Regions from separate parts of the Sus scrofa genome. Here region 1 is linked to region 2. The links are chromatin contacts, called in public Hi-C maps. All regions are on one chromosome and are shown on one strand. Each heading gives the region's core, a stretch centred on a gene start, on an enhancer-like site or on the middle of the called end of the contact. The rest is flanking DNA. Distances are from core to core; before and after follow the strand shown. Region 1 holds the start of U2AF2 (U2 small nuclear RNA auxiliary factor 2). Region 2 holds the start of FIZ1 (flt3-interacting zinc finger protein 1).

Region 1 (2,891 bases), core at 335-2,834, 53 kb after region 2:
CCTCTTGCTGGGAGGGGGTGGCTGTTGCCGCGGAGACAGTGACAGGGGCTCCAGGGGGGGCTCCGGGGAGCGGATGGTCAGGCGGGAAATGGGGAGGTTGGGGAGACAAGGTGTAATTAGTCCCCCAGAGGCAGGAGTGGGAGGAGAGAAGCAGCTGTGCCCTGAACAACTCGGAGGAGCAGAACTCCGGGAAGGAGGCATGAGCCGACTTGGACCAGAGGCAAGGCGGCAGAAGGCGGGACTCAATGACTTTTGGGAGAGGCGACCATCGAGGGGAGCGGGGAGCTCTGAACAGAGACTGCCTCCAGGAGGCGGTAAAGCGAGATTCTCTGTCTCCCGGAAGTGCCCGCTGCGTGGCTAGCAGCGTCGGCGCGGTTGGGGGGGGGAACGCTCGCTTGTGTGGTTGCCACGGCAACCGCAAGGGGGCGGCCTTGCTCAACGGTCGGGAATGTAGTCCCTTCCCTGGAGGAAGGAAATCTCGCGCACGCGCGCTCGGGCTGTGGCCCCGACGACCCGCCCCCCCTCTCCGAACAGTGAGAGGTCTCGGTTCAGACCGATCTCTACGCAGGCGCAGAGGCTCTCTCGCGCTCGCCCCTTCCACTTTGCGCATGCGCACAAAGCCGCGCTGGCAACCTCCGCAGCAGCCGCGCGCACTCTTCACTCCGCTGGCTGCTTTTGTCTCGCGAAACCTTCTTAGGCGCTTCTCAACATCGGTCCTTCTTTTCCTCCCATCGCCCCACAGGGAGAGCCGGGTGCTGAGAGCCGAGACCCTGCCTCTTCTTTTCCTTTCCCCTGACCCACCTCGCCTCTGTCCTCCCTCCCTTTTTGGTTCCCGGAGCCGGAAGGAGCCGAAGCGCCCACGGAAAAAGCCGAAGGTGTCTGCTGTGAGTCCTTCCCCAGGCGGTGGCGGAAGGAGCCGAAGTTCTCCGAAAGGGGGAGGAGGTTGCTCTTGGAATCTCCGGAAAGAGCCGAAGTTTGGAAACGGGTTTAATCTCTGGTTGGGCCCGAGGGGGAGCGCCAGAGACCTTCGGAAAGTGCCGAAATCCGGGACGGTTAGGATTGTCGGAAGTGGCCGATTGCTTGGACAGGGCCGTTGGGAAAGAGAGGGTAGAATCCGTGGAAGCAGCCAAAGACGGACGGTTTGAGTTCTTGGAAGAAGCTGAATTCTAAGTGGGGAGTCTGGGTGCTAGGAATGCGAGGACCTACGGAAACATCCGAACGTTGAAGAGCTACTATCCGAAAAGTTACGAAAACCTGAGAAGCCTGCGAAACCCTCGCTTCGGGTGTTTTCGGAAGCAGCCGAAGTCGCCTCTCCCTTCGCTCCTCCACGGTCCGGAAATAGCCGACGCGTTTCGGAGCCAGGCCCTGGGGGGAGGTGCGCCTCGTGGGCGGGCCGGCGGGGAGAGGGGCGGAGCCGGGGCGGGGCTGGGCGGGCGGCAGGGGCTTGATTAGGTAGGAGGCGGTGGAACGCCGGCGGCGGCCGGAAGTAGCCGAAGCAAGCGGCGGAAGTAGCCGAAGCGGCCGGATCGGGCGCGCGGCAAGGCGAGGCGAGAGCTACACAGGGCCCTACGCGGCCGCCTCAGCATGTCGGACTTCGACGAGTTCGAGCGGCAGCTCAACGAGAATAAGCAAGGTGAGGGCGCCGGGGGTGCGGGGCGGCGGGCGGGGCGGCTCTCGGCTTCCCCCTGTGTCCCCCGCCATTTTCCCCCTCGCTTCCCCCCCTTAGGCCCGCACGGCGCCCCCCCACCCCGCGGTGCGCGCCTTACTCACGTGACCGCCCGGCGTGCCGCCGCGCGGGAGGGGAGGGGGCGGCGGGCGCATGCGCGCCGCGTTCGGTTCCGCGCCCCACGTGGCCCCCGGCGCGGGTGGCGCGGGCGCCGCAGGCTGTCGGGAGTCCGTTGCGGACTTATTTTCTATTTTTTTAATTTGGAAAGGAGATTATGTAGATTGGGTCCCGCAACCCCTCCTTTTCTCCCGATGCCCTCGCACTTCCGCTTCCGGCCGGGCCCGCGGCCGGTGTCTCCACGCCCCCTTTGTTCCAAAATGGCGGTTGGAGCCCCCCTTCACGTGGGCGCATGCAGGGCCGCGGTGTGGGCCCTTCTCGCACCGCCGCCCTTCGCGCCTTTCCTGGGGGCTAGTCGCCGGGGTCCCTTCCAGCCTAACGTGGGTGATGCGGTGTCTCCTGGGAGAGGTCCGCACTGTGCGTTTTCAGTGTTCCTCCCGCACGCGGTTCTCCCTCGCGCCGTCGCGCCAGGCACAGTGTGGCGTGTCTGCCCCCCATATCTCCTCAGTTAGACAGGTCCCCTGTTCTGTACGAGCCCACCCTCCGGGCGCCGCGTGTGTCCGCCTTTTCAACGTGGCGATAAAGAGACAGGCTCGGAGCGAGTAGGGAGACTTAGCTCAGTTGGGAGGATGGGAGGCAAAGTCCCTCCGGTGATGCGGAGTCCAAGTAGGAGGCCGAGCTAGTGCCGACTAGTTTGGACACCCCACGAATGTTAGAACAAACTTAGGCCTGGAGGAGGTGGCGAGCGCGAGGCCTAAGCTCCTTGTGGTCAGAGGACTGCACAGGGGGCGGGGGGCGCTGGGGTTCCCCTTTCAGCCCAGTCTGCAGTTGGGAGCAGGTGGCTGGTTTAGGAGGAGACAGCGCCTGGGGAAGACGAAGTCGGGTTTCGGAGTGCCCACGGGGTGTCTGTACACGTTGTAACGCTTCACAGCACAGGCTTTGGAGGGGAGGAGACTTGGCTTCTAGTACCTGCTTTGTTGCTAAGTAGTTGTGGAACTTTAACACGTCTATGCTTTTTTTTTTTTTTTTTAATCCTTTTCTTGTGTGTAGTGGCTGTTAAATAGGTATGTGTCTTTATTACCGGTTTCTGGAGTCAATGGTGATGGCA
Region 2 (2,700 bases), core at 143-2,642:
CCCTTCTAAGCCACGGAGTGTTAAGCCTCTCCCCCCTTTGAGATGGGACTCCCGCTCCGCTCTAAGCCCCACCCACTCATGTTCGGGTCCCGCCTACTTCTTCCAAAGTCCCCCCGTTTTCGGGAAGCCCCTTCCCCTCCGAGAGCCACTCCCACTCTTCTTTGAAGATGAGAGTCACCTTCAGACGAAGACTCCCATTCTTAGCCAAGGAAAGCACCAAGATTTGGAGCTAAGCGCACTAGAGTCAGCCTTCCAGGGCGAAGATAACTAGTCCTGGAAACTTGAATAAACCCAACAGATTCCTTTATCTGCGAAATAGGGATAAGAGGAGGACCTACCTCTTCGAGTGGTAATGAGATCTAAGCAAAATTGTGGCCAAGCGTGCTGCGTGCTCACTTAGGCCTGCGCACAACAGACTCAACAGGTAAGCTGTTTACATTACTAGTGTCTGCTAAGTTCCTCCAAGGTCCTCTTGAAGTCCCGCCATCTCTTCCCCACCAAGATCCTCCTAGACCCCTTTCAATTTGTCCTTTAAACTCAGCCTTGAAGCAGGCCCCATCCTTTCCAAGACCCTCCCTCCAATCTACCTCTCTTGCCTTCTCAGTCCTTTCAGAGACCCTCCCCATCCGAAGACTTTTTACCTGCATTATAAAGACGTGCTATTTCCGCTAACAAGCCCTGAATCACACTCTTAAACCCCAACTCCTTTACTATGCCCACCACTTGCTGAAAAAAACTTGCCTAAACAAATTCCGCCCCTTCTCTATAAGCTCTTCCCACATCCACACTGAAACCCATTACCCAGCTCAGCCCAGACTACGGCTCTTCGACCTCCTCCTATTATTGCTGAGCCACGCCCCTTTGTCAAACCGCACCCCTTTGCCTACGCTCCTCCCACTTACACCATAGCCCCGCCCACTCCCACACTAAACCACGCCCGCCAAGGCTCCTCCCAGTCGTTGCTCCGCCCCAGTCACCACTAAGCCCCGCCTCCTCCCCACCCAGTCGCCCTTGGGATTGCCCCCCCCCCCAGTCCGCTCGAGGACCCAGGTCCCGAGAGCCAACCTTTTGTGCCCCTCCCCCCTGTCCCTAAAAGGTGCAGCCCCGGGCACCCGGGGCGGGGGCAGGTCAAGCTAGACCCGCAGGCGGGCGAGTCCACCTCGCTCGTTCGGAGCAGGGGTTCTGGAGCCCTGAGGCGGCCCCGGGAGGCCGGGAAAGTCCGTCGGCTTTCCTCTTTAATTACTTACACCTCCCTCTGGGCGCCGACATTTTGGGCAGCGGGGGCAGCGTCACTTCCACCCGGGGGGCCCCTCGACTTCCGCCTGGGCTCGCTTCTCCCCCGCACTCCCCCTTTCTCCCGCCTTCTTGGTTTCCCTCCTCCCCACCGCCCTCCCTTCTCCCTTTTTCCCGTCCCTTTCCCAGCCACTGGAGGTTAGAGAAGCCAGGGTGGCGCCATCTTGGGTGAGGGCATGGCGAGGGGGCGGGGCTTAGGCTCTTCCCAGCGCCATACAGAGTAAGGGCAACAAGCTCAGCGCGGGTGGCCTCCTCCCCGCGGTGTCGACGCTAGCAGGTGTTAACATAGATGAGGGCAGATTTGATTCCCTCTTAGCAACCTCAGGCTCTTCCTAGGTATGATGTAGCGTTGCCTCAGGAGAAGAGAGAAATAGAAGTTCGCCGACTGCGACAGAGATAGGAGGAAAGCGCAGGCTCCATCTTGTGCTTTGAAGCCCATAGGGCGCCATGTTAATTACGGGAGCGAGCGGCCATTTCCCCGCTCCTCGTCCTTTCGGTACCTTTCTTTGGGTCACCCGGTTTGGTGTTTTGTGGGGGGAAAGATATTTCTCTGTGTTTGGGATGTGTTGGTGGAATAATTTCCCGCTCGGGGCCAGCGAGGGCGACGGGTGCGCAGACGCGGCTTGCCGGCGGCGACTCGACCGGCCCTTAGGACCCAGCACGTCCCCTTTGTTCCCGGCGGGCGCGGGCCCGGCGAGGAGGAGGGAGGGAGGGGCCGCTCGGCGTCCGCTCCGAGGGGCGGGGCAGTCCCGCGCGCGCGCGCGCCGCGGAGGAGCAGGGCCCCCTCGCCCCCGCCCCTTCCCACGCGCCGGCCCCGCGCCCCCGCGCCCCCACTCGCGAGCCCAGGCGACATGCAAATGAGGTACCCGAGAGGCGGGGGTCCGGGCTGGGGGAGGGGAGCGGAGGGAGGGGAGGCCCGCGGCCGCGCGCTCCTGGATCGCCCCCCAACCTGCTCCTGCTCACGCGCCCTCTGAGGCGCGCGCGCGCGCCGACCCAGCGCCCCGCGGAGCCGGCCCGCCTGGGTGCGCGCGCGCAGACCCCCTTCTGGAGGCCCTCGCCGTCTGCGGCCTGACGCCGCTCATTGGCCGCCAACCCCGCAGGGCCCGCCCCGCGCGGTCGGATCGGACGGGCGTGCGCCTGCACCCGGGTGGAGTCGGGAGAGGGTCGGGGGCATCGTTCCAGAGTCCTGGGTTCTAGTCCAAGCCCTCACGGAAAGGTGGTTGCCCTTCTCTGGACCTCAGTCAGTGCCTTTTCTAATGGGGTGCAGTGGTACCTGCAGCCCCTAATCCTAACTGCACCTGTGCTGTCCTCCCCTCCCCTTTACTTCACCCCGGTCCCAGGGTCCGAGGCTCTGCTGCTGACAGTGGTGTTGATGGTGGTAGTTTATTTGGTGTTTACTATATGCCC

What was found. Hi-C and Micro-C count contacts between places; a contact is called where the count stands out from the background.
Region 1: a contact with region 2 is called in a Hi-C map of liver, with 6 times the contacts expected there. The contact joins the promoter of U2AF2 here to the promoter of FIZ1 in region 2. A contact is called at or near these places in 2 of 47 Hi-C or Micro-C datasets (both in liver) and 2 of 2 datasets of contacts at active chromatin or transcription factors (alveolar macrophages and skeletal muscle).

What each region holds. Positions count from the first base shown.
Region 1 is chr6:59,772,606-59,775,496 of Sscrofa11.1, forward strand. It overlaps U2AF2 (U2 small nuclear RNA auxiliary factor 2), which reads left to right and starts at 1,585. Exons shown (of 12, transcript NM_001315804.1): 1 at 1,585-1,633. The coding sequence starts at 1,585.
Region 2 is chr6:59,719,419-59,722,118 of Sscrofa11.1, forward strand. FIZ1 (flt3-interacting zinc finger protein 1) reads right to left here and starts at 1,393. Exons shown (of 3, transcript XM_021095044.1): 1 at 1,248-1,393. ZNF524 (zinc finger protein 524) reads left to right here and starts at 1,338. Exons shown (of 2, transcript XM_021095048.1): 1 at 1,338-1,461.